2 separate regions of the Mus musculus genome follow, and region 1 is linked to region 2. Evidence: chromatin contacts called from public HiChIP or PLAC-seq data. All regions are on one chromosome and are shown on one strand. The core of a region is the stretch at or near the end of the contact, and the rest is flanking DNA. Distances in the headings are between cores, read along the strand shown.

The links. HiChIP or PLAC-seq counts read pairs in DNA pulled down with a chosen protein or histone mark.
Region 1: a contact with region 2 is called in a CTCF HiChIP or PLAC-seq map of the NIH/3T3 cell line, with 7 read pairs. The contact joins the enhancer-like site here to the promoter of Alg10b in region 2. A contact is called at or near these places in 2 of 39 promoter capture datasets (cranial neural crest and liver), 1 of 15 datasets of contacts at CTCF or cohesin (the NIH/3T3 cell line) and 1 of 9 other capture datasets (embryonic stem cells).

Annotation. Positions count from the first base shown.
Region 1 is chr15:90,429,515-90,436,010 of GRCm38.p6, forward strand. No RefSeq gene overlaps it. Among named protein-coding and RNA genes, the nearest start is that of Gm36480, 79 kb to the left of the region's middle. Within about 2 kb of position 1,722, at least 29 of the 459 cell types and tissues checked have an H3K27ac peak or open chromatin away from gene starts, as enhancers often do. A contact at or near this core is called in the NIH/3T3 cell line, where this site is marked.
Region 2 is chr15:90,220,055-90,226,730 of GRCm38.p6, forward strand. It overlaps Alg10b (asparagine-linked glycosylation 10B (alpha-1,2-glucosyltransferase)), which reads left to right and starts at 4,257. Exons shown (of 3, transcript NM_001033441.3): 1 at 4,257-4,554; 2 at 5,603-5,800. The coding sequence starts at 4,384. It overlaps Mir7648 (microRNA 7648), which reads left to right and starts at 4,306; the gene lies at 4,306-4,358.

The DNA of each region.
Region 1 (6,496 bases), core at 472-2,971, 210 kb after region 2:
ACCACTCAACTCTGTTGGGAAAAAGAAAATGCCATTATTATGTCTATTTGGATGAGGGAGTTGTGTGGATCTTCCTCAGACCTCATGATTTCCTGAAGTGAATGCCAGGGAGGATCTGATATAGCCGCCAGAAAGTTCTCCTTAAATACAGATCTTTCCACTCTGTTTCTCTATCATGCTAGCTTCAGCCTCCTTCATTTCCCACAGCTTGTGGAATTTACCTGGCTCAATTGGTTTTTCTCACCTTGCAACTTATCAGGAAATGCTTTCTCAAACCTGTTTGCTAAATTTGCCCTTGAGACTGTTAGATAAACTAATTCCTCAGAATCCTCTGTAAGGTGGCTGTGTCAGACTTTATAGAAACTAACCAAAGGGTCTTTGTTTTGCTTTGTTTTTTTTAATTTAATTAACAAAAATTATATATATTCATGGAGTATAATATAATTTTGATGCATATGATATGTGTAGATTATTGAATGCCAAATAAAAATAATTACAGTACTTTGTGTGAATGTTGGTTAAACATTTAAAACATACCTTCTGCAATTGTTAAATATATTGTTATTAACTAGAGTCATTGTAGCATAATTAGTTAAGTTGAACTTATTCCTCTTAACCAATCCTGTCTTTTGCCCAAGAAATTTATTCTAAATGCATAGAAGACAATTTTAAATATGTGATTCCCTCATATAAACTTATTTTCCTAGAGGTAGTTTTTAAAGTAGTACATTCTATATAGGAGGTAGGGAAGAAAGTGAGGGAAAATAAGCAAATGGAAAAACAAAACAAAAACCAAAAATAACTCAGAGTTTAAAGAGAAAAAACTCCCCAGTGAGTCTGACAGAGAATAAAGCATATGCAGGAAACAGACAAACACACACACACACACAAATTAAAAAATACAAAAGTAACATATCCTATGCATAAGATTCCTGTGACCCTGGGATGCAAATCCCTAATCCTTTGTAAGCCATTGTCTTTGAACCTTTGATCATTCTCTATGTCCAGTCCTTGTCCACCCTTCAAAATGCTTTGCTTTCTTAGTAAACTTTGCTGTTAGTCATGTGTGTCTATCCAAAACCTCCTTCAGGGTCATGAGATCTTGGAAATCCCAGCAGATACTTAACCATATTCCTTGTTTACTCAAATCAATCTCCTTGACCTATGTTGAGTTGTTCATAGGTTTTTACATCATTTTGGTTTTGTCCATTTTGCTTTTATTTCCACTTTCCCCTCATTTTTATTTCTCAAGAGATCTGAATTTGAATAATAGCTTTACTCCCCACTCAGCTCCAGGAGAGCAGGCAATGCATGCATCTCTTAGAGTCTTAGTTGTCGCCTATGTAAAATGGCAGAAATAGGTTCTACCTTGAGGGTTATTATTTTGTTTTTAAGTTTACTTTGATTTTTATTTTGGGAGTTGGAGTTTTGGGGGAGGAGAAAAATAAAGTTGGTTGGATAGGGAAGTAGGGGAGATCTGGGGGGAACTAGTGTAATATCCAAAATAAGCTCAAGACCACTTAGCCCCTTCCCCTCTGAAGGAACTTTCAGAAACATAGTGGTCCAAATGACTGAGTCTACAGCTGCCAAAACAAAATGAGCTGTTCTCAGAAAAATAACCATAACAAGATAGCAGTTCCCAGAGAAATTCCCCTGCCCTCCGCTCCACAGTTAATTCTAAGAAAGACCACAAACCGTCCTGACATTGCTAGAATTCCCTGTGATGTTAATAGCTAAAAATCTGACCAAATCATAATAACCTACCATGGGAGCAGGCAAAGTGAGTCACTAGGCCAAAGGGTTACTTAGTCACTATGCAAACCAACAAACGCCTGAAAGGGTTACTTGCTACACCAATGAGAACCCTGTTGCCTAAATCTTCCCCTTACAAGGTATAAAAACTGTGTTCTTTCTTTGTTCTGGGTCTCTCCTCTGTCATGCATGCTGAGAGGGGGGTCCCCAACATGTTGGATCAATAAAAAAAAAAATCCTCTTGTGGTTTGCAGTGATGGCAGTATCTGTGGTCTTTGTGAGTGAGGGTCTCTTTTGATGAACTCTAACACTAGGAAAAGGGAAATAATTTTATCAAATATATTATCCTAAAAGTATAAATGAAATGAAGAATACAATTTTAAAAACAAACATATGATAATCCTCATATTGGTAGGAAAAGTCAACTTATACTAGTGCTTCTAAGAGTTCATTTAGTGGCTTGAGTTTCAATTTTGACTAAATTTCATATTCTTTAACTGCTTTTCATCTTTAGGGTTCCTTAACAGTTTTGATATGGAAATTGACATGATAGTAATTCTGTGTTTGTAGACATGATCCCATTTCATATCTCCCTCTGCTTTTGCTTCACAGGTGTTAGGTGGGGAAACCTGCCAATCTCTAACATGAAGACTTTGATGACGCTTTTGATAGAAAATTAGGTAACTTTTCTCTGGATATTTTGTAGAGAATATAGAATCTATCTGGGAACTTCTTTTCCACAAAACAGCATTAGAATATAAATAACTACTAGTTCTAATACAGAAAATTTCCTTTTTATTTCTTTCTTTGAAGTTTAACTGGTAGTTTTGTCTTCCCTAATAAAAAGCCCTGATACAAAGGATGTTTCAGAATTCTGGTGTCCAGCTCTGATTTCTTCATTATTCCATGAGCTTTTTGTGGAAAGTAAAAAAATGTCTGGCTTGCTACCCACATTCCTTTACCCATTTCTGACTAATATATCAGTCTATGTGTGTCTATTATTTGAATTGCGACTCCCACTGAGACTGTTTTAAAAGCCTCATTCCACACAAATACAAGAAGTTGAAAAGTTCATGGTGAGTCAGTGCTCATCTTCTCAGTGCAGAGATGAACCCACAACTTCCAAGGCAGGCCCAATCTCGACCTTGCAGACATGATCTCATCTACAAAGCTCATTCCAAAGAAACAGGTTGTCCAGTTACAAAAAATGCAGACAGAGAAAAGGAGAAAGAACCAATGATGTTTTAAGTAATTTTATGAGTGTTGAGTTGGGTGACATTCAGAGTTGGATAGGGGTGCTGGTGGATCACAAGCTGAATATTAGACATGCCCAGAATTTCTTGCTTCTTATCACAGAGCTCCCCAGAACCACACATAGTCTAAATGCCTATATTGTCATGTGTTAGGCCACCTTTGTTTTTTCCACAAGCTGTCTTAGAGTGATGAAAAGAAACTGTCGTAAAATGTGTAATTCTATGCCCGTTGAATTAAACTAATAAGGAATTAATTACTCACCACTGCCTAATTAATTTTTATGGTTTGACCTTTGTTATTGTCTGACAAAAAGAACTTGAGGTGTGGGTACAGCCCTGGGGACATTTTTACTCATATTTGAAGTTTGGAGTTGAGCAGTTGAGCAGAGAATTCTACCTCACAGTAGGTTTTATGTGAACACAAATCAGAGCATACTAGTGCCTACCAAATTAAATAACTATTTTCTTTACTTTAATTAGCAACATAACATGCTTCATTATGACTTTTTTTTTAACATACCTGATTTTGGTTTATTCTGTCCATGGATACCCACTCCTCTTTCATGCCTCTTTGCTTCCTTCCTGGGTTTGTACACTTCCACCTGCCAATACTCCCCACACCAGCATTAACACCTTACATGTATTACAGTACTTGCCTGCATTTCTTTTCTAAAGCCTCTTTTTATTCTCTTATGATCAAAGGTATAGTTTCCTAGTCTATTTCTAATTTGGCTCCACATAAATAAACATACATACAAATGGGAAACAATGCTCTAAGCTGCCTTCAGAGGTGCTTCTTATTGTAGCAGTGAGCAGTGAATGCTGAGACTCATAACTGACCAGTGTTAAGAAGGATGGTGGGTTGCTCAGCAGGGTGCCATCTACATCACCCCTTCCAAGACTCAGGAAACATTATGGCAGAGGGAGCAGAGAGCACAGAAGAGGCCACAGAAGGGAGGTGTGTTACCAAAGGCATCTTCCAGACAAGACAAGGACACCTGTACTCATGAAGTCATAGCAGCTGTGATTTTTCTAAACAAGATCTGCACAGTGCTATCAAGGAAAGGGGAAGGGCTTAGAGGCTCCCATTCCTTGCTCCCTGCTGCATTTGGATGTGGTTTCTTTTTAATTTTATACATCCTTTTAAAATTTATTTTTATTATTTTACAATCCAATCGCTGCCCCAACCCTGGCCCTCCTCTCACAGAGTCCCTCCCCACATTCCCCTTCCCTTCTCCTCTGAGAAGGTGGGGCCTCCCTTGGGTATCCCCAACCTTGGCACAAGACTCTTCAGAGTTAAGCACATCCTCTCCCACTGAGGCCAGACAGGGCAGTCCTGTTGGGGAGTAGATACTATTGTCAGACTACAGTTTTAAGGACAGCCCTTGTTCCAGTTGTTGTGGGAGCCACAAGGAAACTGAGTTGCATATCTGCTACACATGTGCCGGGAGTGTCCGTCCAGCCTGTGTATGCTCTTCAGTTTGTGGCTTTCTCTGAGAGCCCCAAGGGTACAGGTTAGTTAACTCTGTTGGTCTTCTTGTGGAGTTCCTGTCCCCCTCAGGGACTTCAATCCTTCCCCCAACTCTTCCATAAGAGTCCCTGACCTCTGTCTAATATTTGGCTGTGGGTCTCTGCATCTGTCTCTACTGCTGGGTGGAGCCTCTAACATGACAGTTATGTTAGGCTTCTGTCTACAAGTATAATAGGATATCACTAATAGTTTCAGGGACTGGTGCTCAGCCATGGGATGGGTCTCTAGTTGAGTCAGTTATTGGTTAGACATCCTTGTGTGCTTCAGATTATTCTTCATTCTTTTTGTTATCATTCTAATTCTTTCGGTGAGAATAGCGCCCTAGCTAGCTTCTATTGCTGTGATAAAGCTCATGATCCTAAGCAACCCTGGAAGGAAATGCCTCATTCAGCTTAGAGGTTACAGTCTAAACATGCACCATGGAGACATGCACCATGGATGTCTCTCTCTGCTTCTGCCCTTTCACTTTTAATGGATGGCTTCCCCAGTAAGGCATTTGCAAACCAATTCCTCTTTTCACCTGCTTACACAGGTTGGTTGTACTGAGAGTGGTCAAAGAAATCAGAGTCACTTGCTATTTAAGGACTGGCTTTCTTCCACTTGGTGCTCAGAGGAAGTTGTTCTGTTTTCATAAATTGAATGTGGCTAATTCTTGGCTCTGGGCTACAATCTTATTGTTGTGACTCTTTAACGCAGTCCCTCATTTTTTTGGTGACCCCAGCCATAAAATTATTTTTGTGACTACTTCATAGCTGTAACTTTGTTACTGTTATGAATTGTAGTGTAAACGTTTTTGTTTTCCAATGGTCTTAGGCGACCCCTGTGAAAGAATTGTTCAACTCCCAAAAGGGTTGGCACTCACGGATGAGAACTGCTGATCTATGGACCTTTTGTTCTTGACTTTGGCAATGAGCCTACTCCTTTATCTAGTTTTCTGGGTTTTTTTTTTCTTCCTTCCTTCCTTCCTTCCTTCCTTCCTTCCTTCCTTTCTTTCTTTCTTTCTTTCTTTCTTTCTTTCTTTCTCTTGTCTCTAAATAATCAATTTTGTTGATTTCTTGAGCATTCCACAATATCTACCAAAATTACACATTTGATATCTTAAAGCAGGCTTCTCAGTTTTGGCGCTGACTTGGGTTTTATTTTTGTTTTATAGTATTTGTTCCTTTAAATTGTATTTCACCTTTTCTACTCTAGTCTCATCTCTTTGTCAGGCAGGAGTTGCGGGGGTGGGGTGGGGTGTTGAGGGCGGGGAGAAGCAAACCAAGAAGAGGGAAATTGGGACATTTGCTTTCTTTCTCTTCTACTAACATTCTTATCTCCCCTCTGGGATTCCCTTACCCCAGAGAAAAGGAAACATTAATCATGAAAGTGAAGAGGTTTAAAAAGCCGTCATTGTTTTAGGGAACTCAGAATTCAGTGACTGGCTCACCCCCAGCTACCGCTCCTATTCAGGAATTGATTTTTAACATCCGCCTGGATGAATATGCTGACCAAATCACAGAATTTCTTCCTTTTCCCCAGCATTCTTCCCCTGGACCTTTGATTCCTGGCCAGTTTCTCTCCTCCTCACACCTCCTCTCTGTGCTCCAGGCTCCGGTCCACTGGATGGTTTTCCTGACTCCCAATGCCTTGAGAGCCTATCTGGAACTATTTGCTCTTAGCTATGTTTACTGTTCTCTCTGCTTTTCACTTTTATTATTTTGAATCTGTGATTTCTTTGCATTTATTTCATTAGCATCCATTCATTGAACACAACGAGGCTTCCAGGAGGTGCTATTTTAAGCGTGGGGCATTCACCTCTGCATTTTTAATTGGGTTCCACAATTGCCGGATTCTAATTCATTCATTTGTGGCTAAACTTTATAAACTTATAAATCCATTTGGACTCTTGATTGCTTCCTTTACTTCAGAATCCTATAACTTTCTTTACTCTTCCCCATAAACGTTTTTAAATGAAAAA
Region 2 (6,676 bases), core at 3,007-5,506:
GTCTGACAATGAAATTCACCAAGACTGTATATTCTGTAATATATAAATCTCAAAACAAAATATTAGTATCATCAAGATAACCTTTTTGTTTGGTTCTCTGGAATCTAGTTCTTCAGGGGGGGTCTCCTTCTATCAAGTCTGATCCATAGAACTCTGGAAGGTGTAAAAACCTTAAACACCTTTTCCAAAAACACAAAGGCAAAACCTTTCCCCCAAATCAGCATATTCTTCAGCTGGTAACCAGGAAAACCTGTAGCTTGCCCTCTGTCCCAGAGGAACAATAAAACCACCACAATACTCAGAATCACACACATTTTAGACTATTTAGGCCTTTCTAATTTGTCATGTCAGGATATTAATCCAAAATTCCCATGGAGTCCACGTTAGAGAATATGAGTCTCCTGCAGACTGTATCATACCACCTTTAAAACAACTGAGTCACACTTCTAGTTTCCTATCCTTTTTCCTATCCTTCCCTTTCTTTTCCTTCCTCCTCTCCTTTCTCCTTTCCTTTCCTTTCTCCTTTTCCTTTCCTTTCCTTCCTTTTTTCCTTTCCTTTCCTTTTTCTTTTCCTTTCTATACCTATAAGAGGCAGCTTGTCAAACTAAGATTCAAACCCAAAATTCTCAAGGAATCAACATTAGACAGAATATGAGTATCCTGTAAGACTTATTAGAGCAATATGTCTTTATACCATCTTTAAGTATCAAGAGGTTATATTTCTCCCTTTATATCAACGAATTACCTGGTCCGGAGTCCGTTGTACCTTTGTCTCCCAATTCTTTATTCACAGGGAGAAGGTGAGTGTAAAAAGACTCAAGTTGTCTGTGTCCCTGTTTGGAGGTGGGGGAGGAAGGGTGGGGAGCAAAGGATACGGGGAAGCAAACACAGAAAGGCTCTCTTGGGCATAGATCCCTTTCTGCCATTCTCTGTAGGTCCCTCAAACCCAGTCAGCTTCGAATCCATACTGCTACAGCCTAGGTCACTGCCCAAGCCCTGTTCAGGGGTTGGGGGCAGTGAGTTTTTATCTCAGGTTAGTTGAGTTCATATCAATACATTGGGCGCCATTTTGTTGTGGTAAATCTCCAACCTAAATATGCCCTGGCAATAAAAACACGACTAGGTTAATATAATTACATGCTGTGCGCCTAGATTGGGCAGGTCTACCACTGCACTACCATCTTCCATGAGACCCCTTAGAACTTGCGGTTTCTCCAGGCCATGTGCATCTGCTCTGCTTTTCTTCTTCCTACTCCTCCTCTGCGTCCTCTCCCTCTTCCATTTTCTCCTTCTTCTCTCTCCCTACCTTCCACTCCACCTTCCCTTTTATCCGCCCAATCATCAGCTCTCCTTTATTTTACAAATTAAGGTGGGAAGCAGGTTTACAGGATATCACCTGAGTGAACTCATTCCTTGTTCAAAACTCCTCACAGGAGATAGGAATTAGCATCAAATATAATTAGCCCCAGGGCTACCCACAACAATTTGCCTCTTGCTCTAGCAGAGCCATGGTTTTGCCAGCTGCAGATAGTTTCTGCCATTGTGTGACATTTGGAATTCTGGGTACTTTTCAGATGGTATCTAAATGCTAGGGTTGAGAGAGGTGGGGTGGGTGGTTATTGGTCATTCAGAGGGGTCAGTTGAAATTTGTTAGTAGTCATGCTGAAAGGGAAAAAAAAAACAAAGCAAAAGAGATAGATTTGGGGATCTCTCTCTCTCTCTTGCTCTCTATCTTCTCTAGCAATAGAGGTAAACCTGGGGAGATTAAAGGCGGCAAAAGGAAGAACCCACAGCGTAGCAGTGACCAGCTACAGGGGAAGTCTTCCTCCCCTAATTTCAGATTGGCCAATTGGAATAAAGGGAGGCTGATGGACCCCTAAATTTGGGGTAAACATGTCCTGATCTGATCTTGCATTTCTCCAGGATCGTAATTTGTCACACAGGTTCACAGGGATGGGGCAGAAAAAGCTGCCAGGCTTTTGTCTTCGGTCAGGAGGCTGAGGAAGAAGGCAGCTATGTTGGAAGTTCCACAGTCCTGTTCCTCTCCTATGTCTGCCTATCTGAGACTCTGTCTAACTTCTAGTCCCTCAGAGTTTCATAATCTAAAATCATTGAGACAGAAACAGCCTCAGGTTGTAGTTAATAAGAGTGTACCTTTACTCAGAGTTTCTTGCACCTGGAAATGATTTTTCTGTGTATTGAGAGAGAGCTTATACTTTAGGTTTTTTGTGTTTACAATCCTGTCCAGCACATTTTGATATTATCTGTCTATAAAGTGAACTTTTTGAACCAATGGCCTTATTTTGGGTTTTTCCTAGGAGCACTGCATAGGGAGCAAATTTATCAGTGGATTCCCACTCAAAAAAAAAAAAAAAAAAAAAGTCTTTTAACCATTAACCAAGCCAGGCGTGGTGGCATACGCCTTTAGTCCCAGCACTCGGGAGGCAGAGGCAGGCAGATTTCTGAGTTCGAGGCCAGCCTTGTCTACAAAGTGAGTTCCAGGGCTACACAGAGAAACCCTGTCCGAAAACAAAAACAAAACAAACAAACAAAAAAACAACAACAACAAAAAAACCCCAAAACTCTAATAATAAAGTTTTACATTTTTCTACTTGGCTGATGGGAACAGAAATGAGATATAAATTTAAACTGCAAATGATGAAGCACTTTCAATTCAGTAGAAATTATAAACCATAAGACTATAGTTACAACTCCCAGTAAACAGCCATCTTCTACATAATTTTAGGTATATTACTATCTTCATCTTGTTCCACAAAAAAAAAAAAAAAAAAAAAAAGCTTAAATTAATAGAAAAGGTACCTGGCAGTTCTGAAACCTTACATTTTTAAATTTTGAAACGTTTCAGTTAACTAAGGAGAGTAGGGAGCACATATAAAAGGAGTTGGATGTCCAACCAAGTTCTTAGTGGCAATTATTCTGACGAGAATGTCTAGCATAGGAAGGCAGCCTTGTGCTCTTCCCTTTATCCATCATATCTAGCAAGGGCCAGAAGCTTCTATGGTATGCACTGGCCATGATTGAGCAAGCCCACTGGGCCTGAGGTCAATTGTAGACTAAATTATCTGGGAATGGTCTCAAATTGGTAAGTGTAACGTGTTCTCTGTAATCAAAGAGGATGTAAAGGGTGGAGGGAGTTAAGAAACGTCATCATGAATCCTAACGTAATTTAATTCTGGTTATTTCTAATAGTCGAGGAGAACTAGTAGAATACCCAGTTTCTTTTGATTCCAAGGTTGACAATTTAAAAGCAATCTCAGCTGCTATATGATGTGCTGCTGGCAAAATCAACCCGAATTTTCCAGAAGCTTTTCCTACAAAGCATCACCAACCATGCTGAAAACATACTTTGTCTTCAGCTTTCTTCAAATATCTTCCACCGTCAGTCTCAATTCCAATCTCACAATAAAGGGGTTATCTGAAGTCTCCGTAGCCCTCAACTTCATACATGTGAGCACTTTTTGAGACTACACACATAAATACTCCATCGCACCACACATTAAGATGCATAAGGGAAACGTACTCCAACAGAGACAGATATTAATGACTATTTATTACCTATTTTTAAGGACGACATTTACAGTGTCCCAGGCTGATCTAGAACTGGGAACAATCCTCCTGCCTCAGCCTCTCAAATGGGGCCAGTACAAGTGTGAGCCACCACTCACGGCAATAGCAACTAAAATTATATTCACGGAGGAGTGTTCCTCACCTACAAATGCCCCAACTCCTCACCAGGCACCAGGAAAATATTGCCCTGTAAACGAATAGATTCTTCAAAAGGGAAAGTCGCCCTGAAGCGAAGGGCTGGTTGTATGTTTCCATCTAAAAAGCATCAACCTTCATTATCAGCCAGAGACGATGAGAGGAAAAGCATTGTAATGATGGTTTTAGCGTCTCATCTCACTGGCAATGGAGAACAGGGATAACCGCAAACGAATGCAGTTTGGGAGCTTGGAGGTTAGAAAGCTGGGACCACTCATCGCCTTCTGGAGAGCAACAGACAACACAAGACACCCTTCTTTTCCAGAGCCTAGCGGCGGCGGCAGCATCACCTACAACAGCTCCCGCGCCCGAGCCCAGACCCGCCCCTCCCTCAGCCTCTGGCCACTCTGAGAGCTGCGAGCAGTGATTGACAGAGAAACCGTCCCGTCGTTGCATAAATGCTCCACTCCGGAACCGGTGACCCCCCCCCCCCCCACGCTTCCGTCCGACGCTCTCCCAGCATCCATTGCGTTGCGTCCTGTTCCCTGCTGTCCCTCGTCCCGCAGCGCTGGGCCTCTGAGCCCGCGTTCCGGGCTCGGCGCTCCGGGCTGCCCAGGGCTGGGCCCGGGACGCGGCTGCCCGCCCGCCCGCCCGCCCGCCATGGCGCAGCTGGAGGGCTATTACTTCTCGGCCGCCTTGAGCTGCACCTTCCTGGTGTCCTGCCTGCTCTTCTCCGCCTTCAGCCGCGCTCTGCGGGAGCCGTACATGGACGAGATCTTCCACCTGCCGCAGGCGCAGCGGTACTGCGAGGGCCGCTTCTCCCTGTCGCAGGTTGGTCTCTGCTGGCCCTGCCCCCGGGACGGATCCTCCCAACCTGTGCCTTTCCTCTCCCCGTCAGCCCTCCCAGACTTAAACCGTGAAGGGAGCTGCCTAGTGACTGTACCTAGCCTCGAGATTATGGCATATTTGTTAGGTGAATGCATAAAGATGATAGCTCCTCTTGGCAGTTGACCGATTTGTCTAACTAAGCCCTAGCACTAGAGACATGCAGGTGCTCCCTTGAACATGCATTAAAAACTACCTAAAGCTTAACCTATGAGGTTTTCCACCCGGTATTTTGAACGCGGAGTGGAGGATCTTAGGGCCCCCCAAAAGTTGATAGTTTTATTCTAACTTCATTCTTGGTCGTAGAAACTTACTGTTGTCTGGATTAAATTGGCAACTAGTCAGATTGCATCATTTAAAAAAATACATATCTGACTACAGAAATATGCACAGTGCAAAGAATCTTAAGATCCACCAGAGTTCTCATTATTGTTTGCCTGGTAGTTTGTAAAATTGGGACCTGGACAATTTAGTCGCAGAATATGCATTTTCTAAAGAGCAAGCCTTAGGAAGTAGAAATGAATAACTTACTGTCTGTTGGTTGTTGTCACCTTAATAATGGCAGACAGATTTGAGACAGGGAGCAAAACGTTCTTAAAATGGGGCTGGGGTGGTAGCTCAGTGGTTGAGAGCTCTTGCTGTTGTCCTGGAGAAGGCTACCAGACTTCTTTCTACCACAGTGAGCTGCTCACAACCATCTGTGACTCTAGGTCCAGAGGATCCAGTGCCACCTTCTGGCTTCCTCGGGTACCTGCATGCAGATGTTGCAAATAAGTATACTCAGGTGCATGGCACACACACTACATCTTAAAAATAAAACTTAAGAGATGTCTAGTCTGCCAGGATTTATTAATTATGTCATAGACGATCCTCTCCAAGTTCTTCATTATTAGGACAAATGAAACTTGATTATTTATTTATTTATCTTTTTTTGGCATTTTATATCAATGGGATAACTCTTGCTGTGCTTGACTGGTGGTCTTTTCTTTCTAAGTGGGATCCTATGATCACTACATTACCTGGCCTGTATCTGGTGTCGGTCGGTGTGGTCAAACCTGCCAGCTGGCTCCTTGGATGGTCTGAGCATGTGATCTGCTCCATTGGGGTGCTCAGATTTGTCAATCTTCTCTTCAGCGTTGGCAACTTCTACTTGCTGTATTTGCTCTTCAGGAAGGTGCAACCCAGAAACAAGGTATGTGCAGGATACAGTTACAACAAGTTTCCGTGCACTAAAGTCCACAGTGAGGAATTGGCTTTATAAGTTACGGAAGAAAATGTCTACCAGTTAGAGTGTTGGTGTCTGTTTTTCAAACCTAAGTGGAAATTCTCTACTCATGTTTAGAAGATACTTGCATTTAAATTCTGGAATAACTGTATTTGAAAATCTAAAGTAGATGTTTGTTAGTGAACAAAACCAGTTTAATAGTTCCATGTTTTCTTTGGGAACTTAGGTCTTCTTTTGTGGAAATGAGTTTAAGTTGAGGAGTTTTGGTGTGATTTCATAATTCAAGTCTTGGAAGTAGATTGCCTGGGTTTAAATTTAATCCTGGCCACAGCTTCTATTAACTTGAGCAGATTTACCTCCTTTGTGATTTTAATAATAATAAATTTGTCTCATTGAATTTGTATTAAGAGTAAAGGAACTTAATAAATGGAAGGTGCTTAGGCTAGTACCTACTGCAAGACTTCAATAAATGTCAGCTATGGCAACAATGTTTATAAGGTCTTATGAATTATGAAGAGGAGGTAGGTATAAAGTACTGTGAGGATTCACCCGATACATGACAGGAGCAGAGAAATACTGTCTCAGCCTGATGGAGTGATGGGAGATAGGAAGGCACAAGGGTTTCGGGAGCAACAAGAAGCAATGTATATGCTAAGTTTATAAGCTGTTGTGGAGCGCCACTTTTGTGTGGTTGATTGATTGATTGAGACAGGGTCTCACTATATAACGCTGGTTGACCTCAAACTCTGTGTACAGTTTTGGTTGGCTAGAACTCACAGAGATCCAGCTGTCTGTGCTTTCCAAGTGCTGAGATTAAAGGCATGCATCACCACACCTGGCCTG